Linked DNA regions of Mus musculus: all the other regions are linked to region 1. A link is a contact called in public Hi-C data. All regions are on one chromosome and are shown on one strand. Each heading gives the region's core, a stretch centred on a gene start, on an enhancer-like site or on the middle of the called end of the contact. The rest is flanking DNA. Distances are from core to core; before and after follow the strand shown. Region 1 overlaps Unc5c (unc-5 netrin receptor C). Region 2 overlaps Unc5c (unc-5 netrin receptor C). Region 3 overlaps Unc5c (unc-5 netrin receptor C).

Region 1 (3,729 bases), core at 803-3,302:
CAGGGACCAACTCCACAAGGATAACTGGTTTCCTGATTCCTAGTTCAGACACTGTTCCCACAACCATACTGCCTCCCAGATAGCCACAAGAGTAAATGAACTTTACATAGAGAACTCTCCTCATGATAAGAGCAAGAACAGAAAGACTCTGACCGAGCAAGCTGAAAGAGCAGACATAGCCATTGAGCATTTCTGTCTTTTCCACCACAGAATGGTAGACCAAAGGTCAAGGAAGCAAAAGCTATTGAACTAAACTGGTGACCATGCCCACCTCTTTAGGCAAGAAAGGGAGGCAGGTCTAGTCAACACCAAACACTAACAGTATTGCTAACTAAAACAAAAGGAAATTCTTTTTACTAGAATATTTGTAATAATCATCAATAATAATGATAATATTTTTTAAAAAACACTTGAAATTGCTTATTACAAACACACATGTGGTACAGAAATGTTTGTGTGGAGGAACATGAATAGCTACCTCCCCTGTAATGCTAGAGCTCTGTTCCCAAAGGATACCAACGGGGTTACCCCAGGATATAAGGAATTTTCTCAATTTCTCCTTTACATTTAGATTCTCCACTTCCCTGATACCAATGCCAATACTGGTCCAACAAGTTTCAGAAACAGAACACTGATGGGAAGATTATCTGAGACACTTGATGTACATGATTTTTAGCAAAAGTCTGTGATTTCTCTGTAAATTACTAATCTGAAATAGACACAATAAACTGTCCACAGCTTCAACTTCAAATGATCTGAACAAAAATAGAACGAGCCATGGACAGTGTCTGCATCCCTGTCCAATTTGATGTAAACAACATTTGTAGAAACTGGGTTTGTTAAGAAAGTTTATCCATACATCTGGATAGCAATAAAAAGCGTTTCCTAGGAAACTGTAAGATCCTGTACCATACAGCATACAGCCCAACGAAGAGAAAATTAGATTGATTCTTAAATTCAAGGTACAAATTTACACAATTTTTCTTAACTCCCGCGGTGGTGCTGTCCGAATGAAGTGGGCGTGTACCTTGGTGGTTATATCTGTCCCCCAAGTTTCCTGTTGCCATCTTGCCTGTAGAGCGCCTTGGTCCTATCTGGATTTCCTCCTCAGATGTGGTTCCCCTGAACACAGACTCCCTGTGTAATTGTGTCCTTCAGCTTTAGTTCCAGTGTGGTCAATACTGTCCTTCTGCTGCCAAGGACACCACTGTCTCATGTCTTCCCATTTCTTCCAGGACGGCTGCCAGCATGCTCAGGTTTCCATCTGGGAAGTTCTGTGCTTCCCAAAGATCCAGGATTACGCCAGTTGGGCTCGATTTGGTGGCAAAGTAATTCAAGTACCTGCAATCAAGAATGGGAAAATATGCTTAGAGGTGTGATTTACAGGTCTATTTACAGTATTATCTTCTCTGCGTTGGCACTAAACCTGTCTGTCTTGAAGCATTTCAGTCCTACCGTGGATCCTAGTGAACTCCACTTAATGATTGCTCGGTTCCTAATTAGATCAGCTCCAGACAGGACATGTGCTGTTTAACTTTGTTAACCTCAACTCTGAATAGGATAATTTAAGAGACAACGTGTCTGTGGGTTTTGTCCTAAACAGGAAATCAAGAGGCTTATGTTTTCTGTCCAGTCTGGACTCTGATGATCTTTGACAGGTCATACCACATCTCTTCCTTGGAGGTGACAGATATTTTCTACGAAGCAGAGGCTCTCAGGGTCTCTTTATAACTTAATACAAGTGCTTGTGTGAGCATGTAAATTATTCATCATGCATTACGTCTTGTTCAACTGGCGATGGATGAACAATAATTACTTTAGTGAATAGACATCATATTTAGGAGCTCTTAGCACATGAGCTAGGTAAAGTCTATCACAAATCTTGACACTGATAAATGTCATATATCCCAGGAATTCTCTTGGAATTGTTTGGAAGCTCACAGTCAGAATGAAAATATAAACAGATGTGTAGTGGGAAGAGAAAAGTGCCACTTTCTATATCATTCCTTTCAGTCCTGGAATCTCTGCTAAATGAAAACAGTAGGTCTAGAAGCCTGGACACACTCACCTGTCCAGGTTGAGTTTATGGGCCAGCATCCTCCAGTCATGGCCTCTTGTTTGAGGGGCATCCAGGCTGCTGCATAGCTTCTGCCGGATAGGGAGAGGAATGCTGAAAGCACTTGGTCCGGTGACAGTGGTGATGGTACTAGCAGGGTCCAGGAGAGGTAAGTCGATGCCAGTAGGTTCCTGTAGGAACGACACAACTTTCTTTTCAGAAGGCAAGTGTAATCGCTGTTGATTCAGTCAGCATAATACTTGACTCTCAGTTGGATATTCTCTGTATCCAACTTGAGATGGATACAAAGAGTACAGGTTCTCTTCTCTTCAAGAAGGACAGTCTCTTCCTGGCCTGGAAGTAGTGGGTTAGTAGAGGTAGAGGGAGATAGTTTTGTATAGCCCATGTTCAGAGTTCCTAGGTCAGGACTGGGCAGGGCAGAAAGCTCTAGTAAGATTCCACAATGGCTTCCCTAATGAGACACTCCAAGATCGCAGTTCTCAACCTGTGGATCATGACCACTGGAAAACATAAACTCCTACTGGCCTCAGGAACTGAGAGACTTCTCAGTATCAAAATTACAGATATGAAAGTAACAACATAAATAAATTTATGGTTGGGAATTCCTAAGATCACCAGAAATACGTGTTTTTCCCATGGTCTCAGCCCACAGACTGAGAATGGTTGCTTTGGGAATGGAGAAGAGAGGGAATGTCTATGTTCTCAAAGGTTTAGATGTTGGAAATGCTCAAAAGGGAACTTCTTCCTGAAGGAATAAATACATCTGAGAGAAATAAGATCTTCTAGAAGCCATCTAACTGTAAAGGCATCCTCTCTGTGAACACATAGGAGACCTCAGCTAGCCCTGTGAAGGTAGTTCCCTCCATCTCTTGCTTGATAAAATGGGGCGATGCTAAGATAGATCAAATTAAGGCAAACTTAAAAAAAAGTAGTAAACACAGAGTATTGCCTTAGGGCAAGCCACTAATGGTATCCTCTAATTGCTGAACCTCCTTGCTTATTTTTTTTTAATCCGATTTTAGTAGAGAAAACTATAAATTGGCTCTTAAAATAGTTTCAGCTCATAAAGCAGCACAAATGCAAAAATCTAAATTTCATCTGCAAGAGAAACTCTAATCATTTTCTGATCACTTCTGCTGGTCTGAAAGCAAGAGGAAACGTTGCCTGGGAACCATTAAAGCAATAACAAGAAATCTTCTCGATCTGCTTTGAATGTCACCTCTTTTTTAAGGCAGGTAACGCCTTGGGGTGCTGGAGGAGACACTAGGCACAGAGCCCAGGTCATCCTGAAGTCTGTGATGTCCTTCTAAATGCTGAGCTTAGGGGGTTATTGCCCCTGCTGTTAGAGCCCTCATGTCCTGCCCTGATTCTGAGGTCTCTGCAGACTTGGGATTGCAGGAGCTTTGAGGGGCAGGTGGGGTGTCTCAGCTGGCTGGCTCCCAAATGTGACCCACAGGGTGGTCTGCGTTTTGGGGATCAGTGGCCAATGGTGATTTTCAACTTCTATCATCCCTCTGGATGAGACCCATTGAGGAGCTGGGGGACATGTGAGAGAAAATTGTTTTTCTGGAGTTTGTTTGTTTGTTTATTGTTATTGTTTTTGAAAGTAAAGAATATATATACAATAGTCTTGGCTTTGATCAAAGTATCAG
Region 2 (3,729 bases), core at 356-2,855, 250 kb after region 1:
AGGTTTTGCTACTTTTATGCTTCTTCAATTTTTAAATGTGTTATGCTTTAAGAGTTTTAAGTAATTCAGATATTCTGTCTCATGGATATTAATATTTACTTTAGAAACTTCTTCACTTAATTCATATATTTTTAGCTCTAGAATATACTAAATATTTATTTTTGCTAATTTTTAATGGTTTCCTCATTATTTCTCATCTCTATTTCTGTAACACATTTGCTATTTATTCTGACGCATAGTTTGGAAACCATACATTTTGTGGACCCCTGCAAGTTATATATTTCTATATAATTGGCCTGCAGGTGTTTGAAACCTGTTGTAGTTTTCATTATCACCTATTAAAATCACTAGTGTTTTCTTTTCTTCACCATTTAATATTACCAGTTGTATTGCAATTTTTTTGTTGTTGTTTTGATGGGTTTTGTTTCGAGGTTTTAAAAATTGTCTTCTTTCTATGGTCTCAAATATATAATTTTTTCCTAGAAGTGTGATTTTCACGACTGAACACAACTTTTTAAAATGTACAGTTTAATTTCACACATCCCAAGGCATAAAAATCATTACTCTACAATGTAGCTAATATGAAATTGGTTGTTGGCCACAACATCATTACCTTGGCCTGTATTCAGCATACACTTAACTACATCTCCCAGATCTTTTTGATATGAGTCATTTTTATCAGACACAATTTTCTGAAAATACCAGCAACTAATCTGCAAGCATTTCACCTGCAGACCAGTGTGGATGCCTTTGATCCATGGGTTGTCTTTCACTGGTGATGGAGTTCCTTATTTATATAAGATTATGCCATTATCCTGAAGAATAGAAAAGGCTCAATAGCTACTTTAATCATAGTAATAGTCTAGAGTGTGTGGACACTGGGGGCTCCACTCAGTAAACCTTTCTCATAAACATCCAGTCTCCAAGTGCCTTAGACCCATGATGGTCATGCACTGAGACCTTCCTTTAAAACACAAACTTATACAGTGGCAATAGGGCTTTCCTGGGAGGCCTTAGAGAACACTGGGAAACAAACTTAAAATGGCCAGATTCTAAAAAGGGTTTCAGGCACCAAAGGGGCTGTGCAAATCACTTTTTTTCCCCTTGCAAAGTCCTTTGTGATCTTAAGCTCATCTATTCAGAGGAAAGGTCAAGTGGGAAAACCCAGCCATTCTGCTTTCCCACAAAGCTGTTGCAGTTTTCTGTCTCCTGACAGCCATCACTGGGACTCTATTATCTACCATTCTGTTTACAGCACCACCCAAATCCTTAACTGGAAACCCACTAAACTGCTCCTGCCTTTCATGGCTGCCTAGCAGCTCCTTGTAATGGCTTCATGTTATACATCTAAAAGCTTTCTCCCCTTGCTCTGTTTGTTTAAGGAGGGCAATTTGAGGAAGCAGAACTACCCCCAAACAAGCTTTTCACTGCTCTGGAGACCAAATGCAAGCTAATTTGATAATCAGGGTCCCTTCCAGTTCATTAGGTACTGCTTTAAAGTAGCATTTTGATGGCATGGCTGAAACCATTTTCAAAGACTGTCTTAGGATTTGATATCTACTTGCTGAGGCACTCTACATCTTGACTTTAAGTAACAGTTAGTGTTTTTTAAGACAAACAACAGAACACTTATGTTTGCTCTGGAATGTTTCAGACCACAAGCTGGTCTACAGGATGTGGATTGTTTCACACACACACACACACACACACACACACACACACACACGTTTTCCTGGTCTCCAAACTTCTTTAGATTGGTAGCCTTTTCATGTTCCTAATCCAATTCAAGAACTCAAATGTAAAGACATAAACATTTTTTTCATTTTAAATTGATGGTTATCTGGCAGGTTAAAAAATGCAAAGCTCTTACTTCCCAAGTTTAATGGCCAAAAAGAAAAGAGGAGATAGTTTCCTCTGAGCAGGAACAGCTCAGCTTTTAAACAGCTGCTTAAAACGTTCGTTCTTGGATGTTTACAAGAATCAGAGCAGGGACAAAGAAGTTCATGAAAGTCCAGGTCCAGTCGACATGTCACCATCAAGCTGAGGTTAGCTGGTTTCTCATTTCTCCCAATCTCAGTACATAGTCTCTTGCTATTTCTTAACCAGAAATACTTGACTCATATGATTTTAACATATATATCCTTTTTTTTTTGAAGAAAAATATTTCTTTTTTTTTTTCAGTTTTTAAAATTAGGTATTTATTTCATTTACATTTCCAATGCTATCTCAAAAGTCCCCCACACGCTCCTCCACCCACCCACTCGCACTTCTTGGCCCTGGCGTTCCCCTGTACTGAGGCATATAAAGTTTGCACAACCAATGGGCCTCTCTTTCCACTGATGGCTGACTAGGCCATCTTCTGATACATATGCAGCTAGAGACAGGAGCTCGGGAGGGGGTGGGGGTGGGGGGGGTGGGGGGGGTGGGTTACTGGTTAGTTCATATTGTTGTTCCCCCAAGACATCAAGTGTAGATAACTAACTGAGATCTGAATGGTAAATGAGTTCTCAAGCCTTTTAAAGATACCTAGACTTAAATACTTATTACTGAAAAGCTCAGTCCATAATCAAAACACATGGTGATCTGGAAAGGCTAGATTGTGATAACTGTAGGTTATCAGTGAATGCATGGGGAAGCAAAACACAGAGGGTTTCAACATCTGCACTAACGAGGCATGTGATTCTACAGTGATGCCATGCGTAGTGGTAGAGACAAACAATGGCAATAAAAGACCATGCATGCACAGAGCAGGGTGTGGCTATGGAATCTCTGAATGCTCTTGGTTCTGGTGCCACCAAAAATTGCTCAAGAAAAAAAAAGTTTGAAAAGTTCAGCTTTCATAGTAATTTCATATTAGCAATGGTTTGATAACATTTAGTGAGTATCCTGATATTTTTTGCAGGGCACATGGGAATATTTAGTTATTCACATTTAAAATAAAATGTGTTTTAAATAATGATTAAAATATCTAGTTTTGTTTTTTATTTTCTAAAAAAAAAAAAAAAAGGATAAAGACATGTAAACATATAGTCAATCATACCTAAACACTACCACACAATGTTAGGTCAACAAAGGGATGTTTGCCCTAAGTCCATGTTAGATTTCTCTAACATTTATGATTCAAAGTCAATATGGAGAGTAGCATGGGCCCAGGCAGTTGTCTTCAGATAAAATAACTTTATTCACTTCTCATCCTTGCTGACATTTACTTGTGAACTATAAACAAAGCACCAATTTTTTTCCAGTTTTTTATTACATTTGCACTTTTTTTTTCCTTTTCACATGCACTCACCCAACCACTCACCAGTCTCCCAACTGCTACAACTTCCTTGCACAGCTTCAGTATTTCTGTCCACTCTCAGCACCACCACACTGTCAGTGCAAGGTCTCCCTTGTTCATCCTAGCACTGCTCTATACAAATGGTCCATAGACAGATGTTTCCGACATGCATCTGACACAGGCACCGAAATCACATCAAAGGTTTGTGAAAAGAAAGAACTCTGGTTCCCACAGTGTCTCACAGAGTAAAAATTTCCAGAAACATGCCTGGAAAAAATATCTATACTTGAAACAAACTTCTCAAGCAATATAGATATGTCCTAAGGTCAGAACTGTAGAACATATTCTTCAAAAGGGGAAAACAAATTACAGCTACATTCATGTCCCTAAATTATCAAGAGAGCAATGTGGGGGTAGGAGTGGAGTCACCCGAATGTGCTTGCTTCAAG
Region 3 (3,729 bases), core at 638-3,137, 210 kb after region 1:
TATTTAATTGGTAGCAAAAAAACCTTCAGTAATATGTCCTTTGTCTGCCAGCAGTGAGTTCTGTGTGGGAACAAAGTTCCTGTAGGAAGCCTTCAGATAGAAATGCTGTCTTAGAACTAATTAGATAAAAATCACAGGGAAAAAATGTTATTCATGACTTGAGAGAAAATTTGAAAATATTATTGTACTCTATGATTTCCTTGAATAACAGAGAAAAAAGTACAGACTTTGGGTTCCACATCTCTACTCTGAGGTCTTTCAAAATAGGGCCAGTTTACTTTAAGTGGGCTATTTATATCACAGAGATTTCATGATATTTTAGATGAAACTAGGATAACAAAGATAAACAGAAGTATGTTGCCTACAATGTTTATACTCCTAAAATAAAAATGCAGTCATTATAAAACAAGAAAAAAAATACAACACTAGAAATATCATTCCTCAAGCAGCATTTTAAAAATGCTATCACAGACCTGATTAAGTACCAATAACTTTAATTTGAGCAGGGCCTTCCCTAGGGACCACATGGGAAATCTTGTCAACACCACCACCAAAAATCTTGGTGGTACATTTTCAGGGAGCCAGGCAGGAGTCTTTTCTAGTTAGTGAGGAAAATAAAACACCAAAGACATCTTTCTTTTTAAAATTGAGCCATTTTCCTTCCTGGTTGAAACCCTTCAAAAACTTCCCACTATACCTCCAGTTGATTAATGTCACCTCCTTCCTAAGGTCTTGTTGCTTTCCTAGGTTCTAATCTTTATCTCCATATGGATGTCCTTTACTTATTCTGGCTGTCTCCCAATGCCTGCAATGGATTTGGCCTTTCCTGTCTTAAGGCCTCTGAATATCACCACCTGCAGCTTTCTCTTCTTCTTCTTGGATAAGTAGTAGGCATGGCTTTGGTGGTCAAAAGGTGGTTCATTAAGTAAGAATGCCCAGAAACTAAATTCGGTGAATTTTTTTCTAGTTGGTCTCATACACAAGTAGATGTTTCTGATTATCCTTTTCTTAAAACTGTTCTTCTCAGTACTTATTAGAAGTAATTGCATATAGGAATAGGAATTTCTTTTATCAGTTAATCAATGTAGTCTTGGTCATGAGATTGTTTATTACACATTATAGGGACCATACTATGGGCACAGTTCTCCATATATTGACATGTGTATTTGCCAGTTTAGCACCAGTTAATATTTCAGTCACACTTGATTTCTAATATGGCTGTATGTAAAGGTACTTGGCCTTTTATATATCTGTGCATACATGTAAAATGCAGTGGACAAAGTTCTTGTATGCATGTCTCAGGTTGATCACAATAAGTGACCAAATCCTCCCACTGGAATGCACAAGGCCCTGACATACTCAAACCTAACCAAAGACTGAAGAAGTGATACCATGCCTTTCCTATGAATAGGTTACATCCTATTGGAGTCTGACTGCACAGCCTTCTTTTGTTGGCTATGAAGGAGTAAAACAGGGCCATGTTAGTTGAGTAGATGACAAGGCACTTTTAGTAGCCAGTGGGACTAAGGACAGACATTGCCACTAGTTCTCAGTGGGACACACAGCTGTAATACTGGCACTTTGGAGATGGGACCAGAAAGATCATGAGCCTGTGACCAGTCTGACTGAAACAGAATACAACATAACACAGCACAACCCAATGCAAGACAACACAGAACAACACAACACAGAACAAAACAATAAAGGTGATTCTTAGACCAACATCCAGAAGGATGAATTCTGTCAAGACTATGAGGCTGCCTAAAAGTGGATCATCAAGCAGAGCCTCTGGTCAAAAAGCACCTCATGCCAACCCCTGGTATATCTATCTCGCTGAGACCTGAGCCTGGAGGCAAGTCAGCCCTTCCTGCACTGCATCTCCACACACTCAGAGAGAGCACAAATGGCTGCTGCTTTCAGCTGCTAATTCTGTGGTAACTGTCACACAGCAGTGGGAAACTAACACTGCCAAACTGAATCTCATCCAAAGCCAAGTTGTCAGGAAATGCCTTTTTCTTCACAGTCTAATTTTATTTTCTGTTATTTTAAAAGCCAAGTTTCTGGATGGCAAGGCATTTTCTTTCTTTTTTTTCTTTTAAATTTTATTTTATTTTTCCAAAGGTATCTTCTCACCAAAAGAAATACATTTTATTGTGTGCAGGGTGTGGTAGCTCACGCCTTTAATCCCAGCATTCAAGGAGCCAGAGGAAGTCAGGGAAAAAGAATAAATACATTCTAATTTGAGATATAATTAATATAGGATTACAATAAGAATCAATATAATTCTAATTTTATGAATTCCGGTTGGTGACAGAGTGACTACTGTGTGCATTATAGGACACCCCAGGGAAGGTAAATTTCTGTGGAAGTTGAACGTGGTAAGCAAAATGGGTAGTTTAAAATTATAATACAGTATTGATGACATGTAGAAAGGTGTGTGTGTTGGGGGGTGGGTAGGAATGTGCATTTGTATAGAAGCTGAGACAGAGCCCTTGAAGGTGTTTGGAGCAGAACAAATGGACCAAGGGCCTGAGGATATATAATTAGATATAGTGAAGAAAAGAAAAAAAGAGTCTGAAATTTACCTCTCCTAAGAAGACACGAAAGCTTGTGATTGCTCTACATGTGCATTATTTACATGCTTGGCAATCAAAAGATACTGGTCATTAGTTGAGCCAGCAGATATGTTGGGTACAGTGAGTGTGTTAAGGGTTTTCTGAAACAGGTATCATATTTAAAGGTGTGGCCCATGCTTATTGGTGAGGAGAATGCAGACACGGCTTTTTCCCTGTGTCTGTGAAAGTACATGACCCAGTTGTACAGCTTTACTCTAGCTGTCGTTTCTAAAGATGTAGTTTTGACAAGTTTACTCATATTTATTTGAATGATCCTATCTTCATCTATTTCTACCAATATCCTCTTCATTTTGAAAAGAGTGATTTCTAATTGACTCTATTAAGCCACCTAAAGATATCATCTCGATTCCTTCCAACTAGCTTGAATGTTTAAATGGCCATTTCCCTATGCATAACATCCATCAGATATACATTTTAAGGTTTCTCGTTTCTCACTGGGCCTGATGTTGGCATGTTAGAAACACTAACTTAACAGGGAGTACTAATATGCAGAGACAACTATCTAGCTTCTATGTCTTTATTGAATTCTGCACTTCCCTCCTCTATACATTACTCCCTGCCACTCTTTGTAATTAATATCCACACTTAGTGAATCTTCTCTACCCATTGGAAATTCTAGTTCCTTGACAGCATTTTTTCCTTAGAATTCTCTTAGGAGTTTGCTCTGTTTCTCTCTAAATTGTTGAGCTACCTAAAATAACTTTAAAACTTTTGTTCTGAGACACTAAAGGCAGTCTGAGCTTTTAGTTATTTGTCTGTCATACATCAAAAAAGTTTTTTAAAAAAAATACACTGTAAGGTATTTAGATTATGTTTTAGACTCACTGAGCATGAAATGCTTTTGTGTCCTAGAGGACCTCAATGCTACGTCAATCATGGGGGAAACAGAGCATCAACCATGCTCAGTTATTTCTAAGTGGAAATTTCTAAGACACTAAGTATGGCAGTCATAAAAAAAAAAAAAAAAAAAAAAAAAAAAAAAAAAAAAAAAAACAGAAAAAAAGGTGAAAAAGACCTGGGTTCCACTGAGATGGTTCAGCTGGCATTTCTTTCCAAGCAGGTTGAGTCTGTAGAAGCCACATCAACTCTACAA

The links. Hi-C and Micro-C count contacts between places; a contact is called where the count stands out from the background.
Region 2: a Hi-C map of the N1E-115 cell line shows a contact between it and region 1, with 4 times the contacts expected there. The contact joins two enhancer-like sites. A contact is called at or near these places in 1 of 39 promoter capture datasets (embryonic stem cells), 25 of 484 Hi-C or Micro-C datasets (the N1E-115 cell line, cortical neurons, embryonic stem cells and 4 more) and 2 of 115 datasets of contacts at active chromatin or transcription factors (embryonic stem cells and stem cell-derived neural progenitor cells).
Region 3: a Hi-C map of the N1E-115 cell line shows a contact between it and region 1, with 5 times the contacts expected there. The contact joins two enhancer-like sites. A contact is called at or near these places in 6 of 484 Hi-C or Micro-C datasets (the N1E-115 cell line, brain, cerebellar granule neurons and 2 more) and 1 of 115 datasets of contacts at active chromatin or transcription factors (astrocytes).

What each region holds. Positions count from the first base shown.
Region 1 is chr3:141,826,019-141,829,747 of GRCm38.p6, reverse strand. Unc5c (unc-5 netrin receptor C) reads right to left here. Exons shown (of 16, transcript NM_009472.4): 15 at 2,069-2,247; 16 at 1-1,341. The coding sequence ends at 1,176. Among named protein-coding and RNA genes, the nearest start is that of Gm15689, 140 kb to the right of the region's middle. Within about 2 kb of position 2,052, at least 3 of the 459 cell types and tissues checked have an H3K27ac peak or open chromatin away from gene starts, as enhancers often do. A contact at or near this core is called in the N1E-115 cell line, where this site is marked.
Region 2 is chr3:141,579,132-141,582,860 of GRCm38.p6, reverse strand. The region is part of intron 1 of Unc5c (unc-5 netrin receptor C); the gene reads right to left. Among named protein-coding and RNA genes, the nearest start is that of Gm15689, 100 kb to the left of the region's middle. Within about 2 kb of position 1,605, at least 23 of the 459 cell types and tissues checked have an H3K27ac peak or open chromatin away from gene starts, as enhancers often do. A contact at or near this core is called in the N1E-115 cell line, where this site is marked.
Region 3 is chr3:141,615,114-141,618,842 of GRCm38.p6, reverse strand. All of the region lies in intron 1 of Unc5c (unc-5 netrin receptor C), which reads right to left. Among named protein-coding and RNA genes, the nearest start is that of Gm15689, 66 kb to the left of the region's middle. Within about 2 kb of position 1,887, at least 10 of the 459 cell types and tissues checked have an H3K27ac peak or open chromatin away from gene starts, as enhancers often do. A contact at or near this core is called in the N1E-115 cell line, where this site is marked.